Regions from separate parts of the Siniperca chuatsi genome. Here region 2 is linked to region 1. A link is a contact called in public Hi-C data. All regions are on one chromosome and are shown on one strand. The core of a region is the stretch at or near the end of the contact, and the rest is flanking DNA. Distances in the headings are between cores, read along the strand shown. Region 1 holds the start of prkcaa (protein kinase C, alpha, a). Region 2 overlaps prkcaa (protein kinase C, alpha, a).

Region 1 (6,693 bases), core at 1,724-4,223:
AGACAGCAGAAATAACCAAACGTCCTTTTCTCATGCTAGCTGTACAAATGAAATGGAGCTGGTGTCTCAAAGAGCATCAAACAAGAGAGGAAAATGGATCATGTGATGGTTCATGTGATGGTCAAGTGTAAAGCAGCAAAGGAGATACTACAGAATGTGTGCAGGCTTATCAAATGAAGAACTACCTTTAAAACAGCGATAAAAGCAGAATTTTCTAAAGCCTTTGCTTAACATACTGTACATGTCACACACACACACAGACACACATAGGTCTCATAAAATCTGAATGGGTCAGATGTCAGTCAATTTTGTTTTTACCTTGGCACTGGAATCCTTGTTTTCCAAACCCCCTGTGAAAACAAAGAAGGCTGAATTAAATAGCTGTTTACGCTGTCTTTCTCACTCACACATGTACACAGTAAATGCATTCATTCATTCACACACATGAACATTCATTCATACCACAATGTACGTCACTATTGAACAGGAGCATTGCAGAGCTTTCAAATGTTCATATTTAGCTAGAAGCATTTCTTGTCCTCTTCCCCAACCAAAACAATTAAATAAATATTTAAGAACACAGTATACGTCAACAACACTTTATTATTTTAGGCAGCAGTGTGCTTCCAACTTTGTGGCACGAGTTTAGGGAAGGCCCTTTCTTATTTCAACATGAAAACAATGCCTGCGTGAAAAAAGCAAGATATTTTTATTATATATTTTTTTTTTTTTTTTTGCCGTGGAGGAACTTGACTGGCCTGCACAGAGCCCTGACCTCAACCTCATCCAACAACTTTGGGAAGGACTGAAACGCCGACTGTAAGCCAGACCTTATCACCCAACATCAGTGTCGACTTAACTAACGCTCTTATGGCTAAATGGGAGCAAATCCCTGCAGCCACGTTCCAAAATGTTATAGAAAGCCTTTCCAGAGGAGTCTAGGCTATAATAGCAGTAGATTAGCACCTGTGGTTTTGGAATGAGGTGTTCAACAATCACACGGGTGTAATGTTTGGGTGTCCACATACTTTTGGCCATCTAGTGTATGTTCTATTGCTGACAAATGATTAATTAGATTTTGATCACATTGTCAGCACAGAAAACAATGTTCTTTTCAAACTGACACTTATGAGCATATATACACATACAAATATACAATATATACTGTGCATACAAATACATTGTGTATGCATATGATTTTGAAGTTTGATGTGAGTTTTTTGTATATTTGTTAATGTAAATTAGTAATTAGTAAAAACTAACAAAGAATATTATTTGTTTTCTATTGCACCACCTGCACCAAAAATATCAAATAAAAAACTGAAACAAAAACTGAGATAAATACTGAAAACTATACAAAATTCAACCTAATGACAAACTGATTAAACATCACAACTTGCTTAAAGTTGCAACGCAACAACTTGTTGCCTTTAAGTTTCATGTTGAACTTGTGCTTGTGCTAAGGAGGTGTATTTGGTAGGGAGCAGGTCATGCTGTAAAACTGTCAAGGTTATAAGCCACTAGCAATAAAAGGGCTTGAGATCACACTACCACCAGCAACAGTAGAGGAGTGTAAATGTGGGTGCAACTCTACAAAGCTGTCTGCAAGTTGATATCTCACTAGAAAAACAGCACAATAACAAAACATTAAAAAAGAACTAAACTGAAGACTAAACTGAAGTCTGAAAGGTTACATTTAACAGTATTTGAGGAAATACTGACCTCTGATCATTACACTACAGACTGGGAGAGAAGGGAAAAGAGAGACACGGGCAAGTGGATAGGCTCTCTCTGAATAGGCTCTTACAATCAGTCCAGATATAATGATCAGAAATGTATGTTTTGTCATACTTTCCAAATACATTGTCTCCCCATGAGCCACTAATGGAAAGAACAGCAGCATAAAGGCAACTCTGTGTCTCTGCAAGTCACTGCCCACTTCAGGTGTCTTTCAAATGAATACCATGTGCATATGTTGAGCCATTTCTCTGCAGTGTAGGTGAAGTGCTTTCCCTATGAGCTCACAGTGCCAGTAAATTGCATGTCTCCTAAAAATCTAGCCAGTGTGCAGCTAATTTATGTTTTTGCATCATTGAAGTTGTTCTCAAACTCGGGTCCTGGGGATTTCTGGGGCCACTTAGTCCCACAAAAGTGAAAAACATCTGCTTTGATTTTACTTGGAATTTACCCAGTTAGAGAATGTATATAAAGTCACAACCCTAAATACAAGTTTGACTCACTCTCCTACAAACAGTCATTATTTTCAGTGCTTCACTGATAACATAAACAGCAGCATAACTCCTCACATGTGGGGCTGCTTGGACAGAATTTCGACAGATTGGGATCCCTGGAGTAAAATCTACTAGAGATAATGCTGACTACTTTTACTACTACACACCCATGTTCTGTCACTTTACAAAAAAGAAAGTATTTCAGAAGTGTAGAGATTGCAGGATTAAGAAGGGAAAGTTAGCCTGAAGTTGTGTTACATCATCGAGCAGAGTGTACTCTACTGAAGTTATCCAATATGCAACAGGCAGCAGTCAGGGGGTGGAGGTGGGAGACGGAAGGCTTACCAGATAAAGTCGGTGCAGTGGCTGCAGAAAGTCGGCTGCTTGAAGAACCGGGCTATGAATTTATGGTTCTTGACTTCGTGGACGTTTTTTTGCCTCAAAGCACCTTTGCGAGCAAACCTATTCGCTACGTCCGCGGTAGACGAGTCGTTTGAACTTACATCAGCCATCTCCCCCTAAAAAAAAAAACGAATCAGTGCTACAGCTCAGACTTGCTGTCTTGGAGTGTTTTTCAGTCCGTTTAGAGGCGCAGCCCTCAGTGTAGAGCCAGCAGAGTGCGGAGCGGCGGTCTTCACCGGAGACACTGTACTTACTGTCTGAGGGCTTTCCCTGCCTGTCGATACCACTGGGCTGCTCCACTGACAGCTCTCCACGCGGTCAATTTAGCCACAGTGAAAAGTGCTACATCCGGTCGCCACCTTCAAAGTAAAAGTATTTTCTCTTTTTAAAGTCAGTTGTGGAAGAGGTTGTTTTCTACCCTTTGAAAAGTGCTAGATGCCCCATAAGTCAAGTTAATACAGTCAAGTCTATATACAGGACAGTAGCTCAGATTTTAGAAGTAGCTTACTGAGGCCATGAGTTGCAATCCAGTTGCAATCTAGTTTTGCCTAGTTTGCTTTAAAAGTGAGCAACTAACTAGGCCTACAATTATACTACATTGTTTTTGTTATTTGAAGTCATACATGCAATACAAAGTGCAACTTTCAACTGAGTGCATATGTAAACTACACTCAAAATATTAGGTAGTCTACACCTAGTTAAAAGTAACGCGGTGTAAATGCAACAGCCCTGCAATAAATCTTGCCTTCATGAAGGGTACAATGTTAAACTTTTTAAGGCTGTGTTTGAGTGTCCACCCCATTTGTAACAATGAAGCTGGACAAAATATTAGAAACACCTTTCAGTATTACATAATACAACTCAGCAGCACCACAAACTGCCGCCTCCAAAAGGACCATAAAGTTGAAACACCTCTCTAAAACTGAATTATATAACCTTCGTGAAGGTAGGATTTATTTCAGGGCTGTTGAACTGCATTAGTTTTAGCCAGATGTACCTAATAAACTGGCAACTGAATGTATAACTGGGTTATAATTTGAAAATCCTCAGACTGCCATAAAAACAGCCCTTGGTGTCCTCAGTGTAGCCCTGTATCTGTGCAGCCTTTAGTCTCTGTTGTCAAAGAGTACATGAAAGCGCTCCCACCAACCCATGAAACCTTTCTGCAAATTCAGTCTTCTGCTGTTAAACACACAGTATTGTAGATTATATCCACAATTCCAGCTCCTTGGAGGAGTTGAACCAGCAACCTTCAGGTCATAAACAGGAATCTCTCAACTGCCAGGCTACTTCTGCTGAAGTCTGTAGTAGGCTAAATGTTAAATCAGTGGGTCATTATTGCCCAAATAATCACATTTTTATAGCATATTATCATGGTTCCATAATTTTTTTAAATGTCCTTTAACCCCTTGTAGTTATAGCAGGATTGTCCAAAAGGCTCTTTTGCAACTTTTATTCCTAAAACAAACTTCCTGCTCGTGACCTATGTGTCTATGTGTAATTGACGCTGCTCCGCTCCGCTTCCTCCTTTCAGTCTGGCTGATGTCACGCAACAGGCCCTTGGTCCCGCTGCAGGAATTTGGGATGGGGGCGTCATCGTGTGGAATAATGGCGCGTTACACATTTTTGACAAATGTATTACCTTAGTTCACACATACCATATGGATCCAATGCTGTGTTTGAGTGGCCTCAACTCTTTCTGTGTTTCTGTGTTTCACACTCAGAATAATTACCCCAGATGAATATTATGCAATATGTATTAAAAGAGTAACTATCTTTATAATTAACATTTGTGCTTTAGAAAACATGAGATATTGGTGAGATCACCTTTGGAAATTGCACTTACTGTACTGTCCAATAAATGCTTACACCAGAACCTTGGGTTATCATGCCACCAAGCATATCTGACCCCCTCATCAGGCCTGGAGTCCAGAATGTGCATTGCCATTTTATATGTCCACTGGCCCTGCTGTGGATCAATCTTTTAAAACCATTCATTAAACACAAGCATATTTATTTCCTACTAGATCAATAACATAGTATTATTTTCCATTTAAGCTCACAGTGTTTGTCTCAGATAATATAATTGTGCTTTTCAATTTTGCTGTAGTTATAAATATGTCTTTAAGTGGATTCCTTACACACGTCACTGCTGGTGTTTGGTGGATTACATTTCTTACCATTTGAAACATTTTCTCACAGCAACTGAGGGTCCAGCAACTCTTTCGACTTGCTTGCTATCTCTAAACCTTTTCTAAGTTTAGCAAATCCCACAGGTTTACTGACCAGCAGCGCAACCCAACCATCGTAGTCGTTTTTAAGTGAAAGACAAATATTTGCATATTAAATCAGGATAGATAAACCAGATTTGCTGTTCCATGAAATCATATGATTTTGGGCTCACATCCATTTAAATTCATCCATCACTTAAGAGAAAGTAAAATAGTAAAAGAAAAAGAGTGAGAGCTTTTAGCTGGCAGTGACATATTTCATTCAAATAATGTAGCCTGTCTGCCTTGTTGAATCCACCCATTAAGGACACACAGTATTACTGATAATCAGCAAATCATTTGACCTAGTTAGGTATTGCATCATTTCAGTGATTATGGTTCTGCAGGTCACAGAGTTTCTATTTTTTTTACTAATACCTCCAAGAGGATTAGCTCAAACAGGCATTGAGCAGTACTAAAAATGGAAATACATAGTTAAGTACTGTTTATCAAATCTGTGTGTGTGTGTGTGTGTGTGTATCTTTCAGTATTTATGAGTTTATATCACGCTGTGTGTCTGCTGCTGGCTCTTGTACCAAATCAAGGTGATCGATCAATTCTAGGTAAATATGCAATAGTTAAGACCTTTGTGCTCAATCAATAGGAGCTCACACTAGCATCTGATTGGAGCAGGCTATCAGGGGCCCGTTTACCCAGCAGCCCTTATGTTGGCTCCATCCACACTCAAATGCAGGGGCCACTGAGGAGACTTCACTGCAAAGAAGATGGCTCCAACTTTGGCTTTGCTAGTCCTTTGCCAACTAGCTTTATACACAACTGTAACATCCAAGAAAGGTAAAATGGAGCATAATTGCTTTATTTCTATTTGAGTATGAAATTAAGTCATTGTGCTTTTTGGTAAGGTGCTGCAAACATTCCTGTTTGAGGTGCTGTCAAGAGCTGTCCTTTACACATTTTTGTATCATATGCACCTTTTCCACTTGATTGGTGGTGTGGCATCATACTTTCACAACATTCTAATCTGTACAATTGATTATGGGGTGTAGGCTGTGTTATTTAAAACAATCATTTACATTTATTAATGTAATTCAAAATTGACCTGCAAAATGTGAAGATTATTCCTGTGAGTCCTGCCCCTTATATATTTCTCAAATTATATTTCTGCTCTTTAACCAGTATGTGGCCGACCTCCTATCACTGACGGGATTGACGAGTTGACCCTGAAACGTGTGTATGAGGTTGGAGAGCAGGTGACCCTCACATGTGAACAGGGCTACTTGCCTTCAACAGCGACCCCTCGCACGATGACCTGCACCGCCACAGGAGAATGGACACAGTCAGACCTGGCATGCTCCCGTGAGTTTACTGGGGCGTTGGACTTTTACTCTACTACATTTTAACAATTCTTGCTCCTCTTGCTCAGAGTGATGCCGAAGTGCAACACTAGAACAGTTGTAATTCTTCAATTGTTACAACCATCCAAAAATAGAAAGTGAGCAAGGTGTAAACAAAAGTTGTGCTCCTGCTGACCTTTTAAATAATCGTATAATGTCTCCCATGACCCCTCAGAGAAACTCCCCAATGTGTTGTAGGGTTTGTTTTACTCCATGATGCCTAGCTTCATCTGCTTCACCTGTGACATGATGAGGTCCAAATGCTGTTTCATAGACTTTTTCACCACGACAAGAACAAAAATCTTGGAAGGTCATTAACTTTTAGAAATATTTTGAAAAAATCGATCAGGAAATAATGAATTTAAGAATACAAGCACAAAATACGAGTTTTCAGCAGTTTTATCAAAATACAGGGATATCAGTTTTCCAAAGCTT
Region 2 (6,078 bases), core at 120-2,619, 97 kb before region 1:
CGTTTTCTCAAACATCTGTTCATTATTGTATGTAACAAAAAGAGCTGCCAAAATGGCCTTTCAATCTAGATCAATTTTCGGTGGTTTGCTTTCTTCTTTAGGCTCTGTGTTCCTGCACTGCACCAGAAGTTAGAGGTGTATCTATGTACAACAACATCTCAAGGTTTACACAGTAACAAAAATGTCATTAATTCCTACATTCTTTCAAGATTTTACATGATTTGTGAAACCATGCACACACAAATACACAAAGCCTTGTATTCAGATGACCTAACCTCAAAAAGCAGGCCAGCCATGTTTGTTCTTCAACTCCCTGTGTAAACACAGTCCACAAAATGTAAACCAACAGTTTTGTCCTCCACTCTCTCAGCGTACCTCTGCGCTGCTTTAAAAGCCCACTTGAACAGCAGGACTGTTTTCTTTATAATGTCATTTTACATCAGCATAAAGGAAGTGGAATGACCAGCACACCTCCAGAATGGCATATGGAGGGCACATGAGTTTTGGTGTGTATGTGCTACCCACTATAGTGAGCTCAGCAGTGGGATAATCTCAGCAAAATGTATTCATTTCTTTAAAATTGGAAGCATAATATGGGCTGAAAATGGGCTGTAACGAGGTATATATCAAATGTATTACAGAATTTTAAAAACTTTATCTTTATCATAATTACAGTACTGTTCTGATGCACTATATCTACATTATAAGCACACAGACAGCCAAGGAGTTCACTACAGAAAATTAAGACAGGAGACGCTGCTGTCCCAATGGCCAACTCCCTGCAGTGGAAAAATGCTGGCATTGGTACCAACACATAACAAACGCTGTCAGCTGCTTCATTTTAACTCTGATTCATAGGGAAAATGTAATAGCAGGGTTTTAAGTAAATTTTCTCTTGGCAAGAACCTGTTGGCTTTTTTGCATGATGACTCAGACACTAAGAAATGGAAATTACTGTAAGAAAAGGCCGCAGATTAGAAGCAGTGGCAGTAAGTCAGCGGTGTTCAGATCTCTGGGCAGTGATCATCAATTGGCAACCCCGCAGGCTGCATCCAAACCACAGTTGGAACCTTGATCTAACCCCAACTCTTGAAGATAGAGAGAAATATATGCAACTACAGTGTTTGTGCACATGATATTATACACAGGTATGGTAGGTTGTTGCTCGCTGCATCAGCCAGAAGATGTTAACAGTGTTTAGGGTGGATTTTGTCTTTTACTGTAAAGGGCTGCTACACCTCCAGAAGGTTAAAAAGTCAAATCTGGCTTCCCTGATCCACCCACAACTATATCCACTCTGAGCACTGATCTGACCTACACACACCTACACTGTACCTACATATAAAACAAATTGACTCCTACATGAGCATTAGTGTAGCAAATAGCAGAAAGCACATTTGGACATTGAGGCAAGAAGAAAAATCTAATGAAAAGGTTAAAGTAGAGATAAAAAAAAAGAGAGGAGGGCGAGCAGAGGGCCTGTTAAATGAGGCTTTTCTGCAGAACTGGGTGAGTCAACGAGGGAACAAAACAGAAATGTAATTATTACCACTGTCTCTCACACACTCCCAAAGGACCTGCAGGCGGCGAGGGTACGTGCACATGTCTGCATGCACATTCACACACAGTGATGAGTATGAGTGTAAATATAACAACGTGGACAGAAATGACAGACATGCCTTCCCCCAAAAGTACTCTGGATATTTGCACTGAGTCAACGAACAATAGGGTCATTGAAACAAACAGGAGGGTGGCTTCCTCAGCACCAACAGACAGAAAGGACCTGTGTGTGTTAGCAGGAATGAGAGGGGGAGGACAAGGTTAGTGGACTACGTTTGTCCTTCACCAGAGAAACAAAACTTGTTTTGTCTCCTTCAGCACCTCCCCTCCTTTCTCCATTCACCCTAACCGACAAAAACACACATTCTCACAAATCATGTTTCTGCAAACTGCACAAATATCTCTGTGTTTCTGAGTGACTCATTATTTCATTTAGCCATCTCAGTGGCGTTGCCAGAAAGTCTGTTTGTCTGTCTCTATTGGTCTGCTCGGAGTTCACGTGTAGGTCCATGTGTGGGTTTAAAGGATAGCTGCTTCCCCTGGCAGCCATGTCACTTCCTGTTGAACATTTTGGCTCTGGCCATTGGTGAATCCCAAAAGAAACCAGAGTTACTTCTCACTCAAAGTTAAATGTGTGTGCACTGTGGGATTCATGCACATTCAAGCTTTCCCTCTCGACTTAAAGGCACCATATTACGTTGCTTGTTCCAGACATTCAAAGTCTGTCTGTTTTGTTACATTGTAAATTTGTAGTAGCTTTGCTTGGACTGAAGACTCATCTGGCTTCTGTGGATACCAGGGTTGCACCTGGTTTGCAAATATGATCCCCCATTAAAAAAGTCTGCAAGTATGAAAGAGACTGAGGAGAATTATTGTTTCATGTAAAACACAGTGAGATCATTCTTAACTGAGCTACTCATTCGGACAGATAATGTTTATGAAAATATGAAACATGCTTTTATGGTCAAGATAAATGAACAAAGTAAATTTGGTTACCAACAAAGATGATAGGGCTTTTTTGGAAGAAGATCTGCTTGTGCTTCTGACCAAATATGCTTTAGTAAAATTTCATTTGGGTCAAGGAATTTGAGGACTGTGTGTGTGTGTGTGTGTGTGTGTGTGTGTGTGTGTGTGTGTGTGTGTGTGTGTGTGTGTGTGTGTGTGTACATGAAGGAGCAATGCAAAGAAGATGACAACTTTCTAGAGACCACACCAGATGTCAGTGTGGCACTTTGCTCTTAGACCTCATTTGAACCTACTTCATTTGAATTGGGGAACAGAAAAAAACTAGAAGCCAAATAAAACAGTTGGTGTTTGTTGTAATTCAAGCATATGTTTTTCAGTTGACTCAGATGGCTCTAATGAAGCTTTTAAATTTCTGTCACGGAGGAGTCAACAGCTTCACCTTTGTTTCAGAGCAAGTATCATAAACAGTGTTTTATGAAAGGCAATAAATTGCTTACTACTTGTTTCACACTGAAAAAAAATTACATTAGTTAATAATTACACAATGGCATAAGTAATTAGTTACATCATTCATTAGACTATGTCTCTGTCAAATGTGCTTTCCAGCAACTCCAAAGCCTCTTCTGTATTCAACATGTGTATATATAAAAAACAAGACATTGTAGGTTATATTTGAAGGTATTTAGTTACCATCAACAGCTAGCTAAGCCCCAGTGTCTACACACTATTTGTAGACAAAATGCATGTCACAGTCCTAATACCTAATAAAAGGATGACACATGTGTTTGTGGATTGATAAATCTGAAAATGATGTTAAGTTTCCTCCTCACAGCCATCCACTGCACCTGCTCCCTGCAAAACTCTTCATCATGTATCACAATTCTGTTTGGCAGGCTGTCTGCAAGGCATCTACAGCAGCTAATGCAATCTACGATACAATCTGGCTTGAGTGGGCTGCAGGCTGGTACAGCAGTTCTATACAAACACCTACACACACAAACACACGAGAGAACGCATGCAAATGATAACATGGATGTTTTGTCCACATCAGGAATTGGCTACTATGTACCACAGAGGGCAAAGAGTCTGCAGGTTTTCATTCACTTCAAACACAATTGCAGGTGATAATGGTGGTTTCCCATCCCTGGTGTGCACACATACACATTCATGTGTACTTCAGCACACATACAAGTGTGAAATATGCATACATACCTACATACAGTACATACACATCATTATCATGAGTTGTCAGCAGTCTGTGGCAGCGCAGCAAAAATGAACGACTGGAATGTTTCTAAAGAACATACAGACAAAAACTGTGTGAAGAGGGTCAGTGTTAATACGGCCAGCTTATCCAGCAGGATATTGATTACGAGTTCTTGAGACTGAAGTTTAAAAGGGGGAGGAAGGAAGGAGCAGAAGAAATCTTTGCTTTTGACAGGAGTCTATTATGCTACCTTCAGTATAAACCTAATCCTGTTAATTCAAGTGGTTTGTTGTACCTTAAAGTGTGTTTTTGTCCCACCTAGATTTCACCTTGAAATTCAGTTCTCTTTTTAATTTAAAACCACTGTAACCGTGAACATTCCTCTGCCTCAGAATGCTAAATAATATTCCTGCAGTCCCAGCTTCTTAATCACACGGAGAATGCATTAAGGGCATAAACTGCATTAGTTGCACAAACAGGATATGCATTCAAGTGGATGACTGGCCTGTGAGAGATGAACTCATGTCAAGAGATAACAACAGATGGAGAAGTGGAAACGCAGAAACTAAACTAAAAGAAACACATTCTCTCGTAAGTTAAACTAGTTTATGTGAGTGTGTTTGTGTGATACAGACAGTTAATGAATTAGCTGAGGAAAAACAAACCTGCTAAAGGTGAGAGCCAGACATTTGGCGAGATCATGCATGATATTAGTCATCAGAAATCAAAATCAGTGCTTTACAGTATGTACCCATAAGTGTCCATCTTTTCCACCATTTAAGTTTACTTTATGTTGTCCACCATTTGAGTTTACTTTATGTTTTTAGCTGAGCCGAATGGCAAGTGTGATTGGAATGAATACAACATTAGAATCAGCTCAACTGTGTGCAAAAATACTAATCATAAGTATGGAAAGCAAACTTTAATTCTATTAAATAAAATTTTATTTATATAGCACCAATTCATAACAGAAGTTATCTCATTGCACTTTTCCTATAGAGCAGGTCTAGGCCGTACTCTTTATAATATTATTTACAGAGACCCAAATAGTAATAATGTAATGGTAGTGGTAACATTAATTTAGTGCTTTAGTGTTCAGGTAATGAGCACCGAACTGCCATGAATGAGCCAAACATGCACAAGTAATTTTGTCCATTACTCAAATAGATGTTTCATAACGTTTGTGTTGTGTTAGACATGTGTGTAGCTGTTGGACCACTTCCCTGCCCACGTTAACCCTCTTCCTTCTAGTGATAATTTGTTAAGTAAATAAGTCAGTGAAGTTCAGTGCCGGGGTCTTGTTATTCACTGATCCCTGATAGCCAGCTAATTGAATGATTATGTGCGCCTGTTGTCAGCTCCTTGTCGTCACTATTGTTCTATCATTACAGCCGGGGGATTTACAGCATGCCTCGAAATACAAGGCAAAGGCTCCTGTACAGAAACACACTGTTGTCCTGCACTGTTGGTGGACCACAGCTCTTGGAAGCCCTCACTGCATGTTCAAAACTGAGAACACTGCACTCATAGCAGTATCAAACACACACTGTTTATTTCTGTGCTACTTTTAGCCAGGTACTCTGAACGTCACAACAGTTACAGTGCATTTGACAGCTTATGCATGAAATTATCTCATCTTAACCACAGCAGCTGGTCAGCCATTATTTGCTCTGAGAGGATTATGCAACACTGTCTGCAAAGTCGACAATTATGATTATCGTCAAATAATTTGTTATTTATAAACTAAAATACTTAAGCCTACATCTTGTTGTATGCATTGTTTGTATATTTGGAAAACGCCCAAGGCATGCAAAAGATGAATAAGCATAGAAAACAAATAAATAAATAAAAACATTAATGAACAGCAAAGTTTGGGAGGAGCAGATAGCGGTAAAATTAATTTCATGGATATCTTATTAGGCCAAAAACGTTGTGGCTTTAGTTACGATTAACTGAGCTGACATTTCTCATGCTAAAACATCTTGTTGTTTAGAGACTGACAAGGGAGTAGATTGTGACACATAGACATGAATCTTTATCCATAACATTAATGTATAGATTAGACATGACATGCATCTTTTTTCAGATAGTCTTAATCTTACTTTCTTTTTTGGCTGTTCAGACAATATTAACAAATGGCTGCAAGGAGAATTCTAAAGGATGTGAAAAGTTTCTGGACATAACCATTCATTACATTACATTAAGTAAATCCTATTAATAGTACCTCATTATATCCTTTGAGGATACTACTGAGCTCAGTAGGCAAAGACCAGGTGTTCCTCCAAAATCAGAGCCATCAGTAATTAAAATGGCTGGAATAGCCAATGATATGATCATGTAGAGTA

The links. A called contact is a pair of places that touch in the nucleus more often than the background predicts.
Region 2: a Hi-C map of liver shows a contact between it and region 1, with 3 times the contacts expected there. The contact joins the enhancer-like site here to the promoter of prkcaa in region 1. A contact is called at or near these places in 3 of 3 Hi-C or Micro-C datasets (liver, skeletal muscle and an unstated tissue).

Annotation. Positions count from the first base shown.
Region 1 is chrLG3:20,737,530-20,744,222 of ASM2008510v1, reverse strand. prkcaa (protein kinase C, alpha, a) reads right to left here and starts at 2,973. Exons shown (of 18, transcript XM_044190213.1): 1 at 2,888-2,973; 2 at 2,577-2,749; 3 at 319-350. The coding sequence starts at 2,743. It overlaps LOC122873925 (beta-2-glycoprotein 1-like), which reads left to right and starts at 5,534. Exons shown (of 8, transcript XM_044191289.1): 1 at 5,534-5,698; 2 at 6,041-6,220. The coding sequence starts at 5,629.
Region 2 is chrLG3:20,833,107-20,839,184 of ASM2008510v1, reverse strand. All of the region lies in intron 6 of prkcaa (protein kinase C, alpha, a), which reads right to left. Among protein-coding and RNA genes, the nearest start is that of LOC122873476, 66 kb to the left of the region's middle. Within about 2 kb of position 1,369, the one cell type or tissue checked has an H3K27ac peak away from gene starts, as active enhancers do. A contact at or near this core is called in liver, where this site is marked.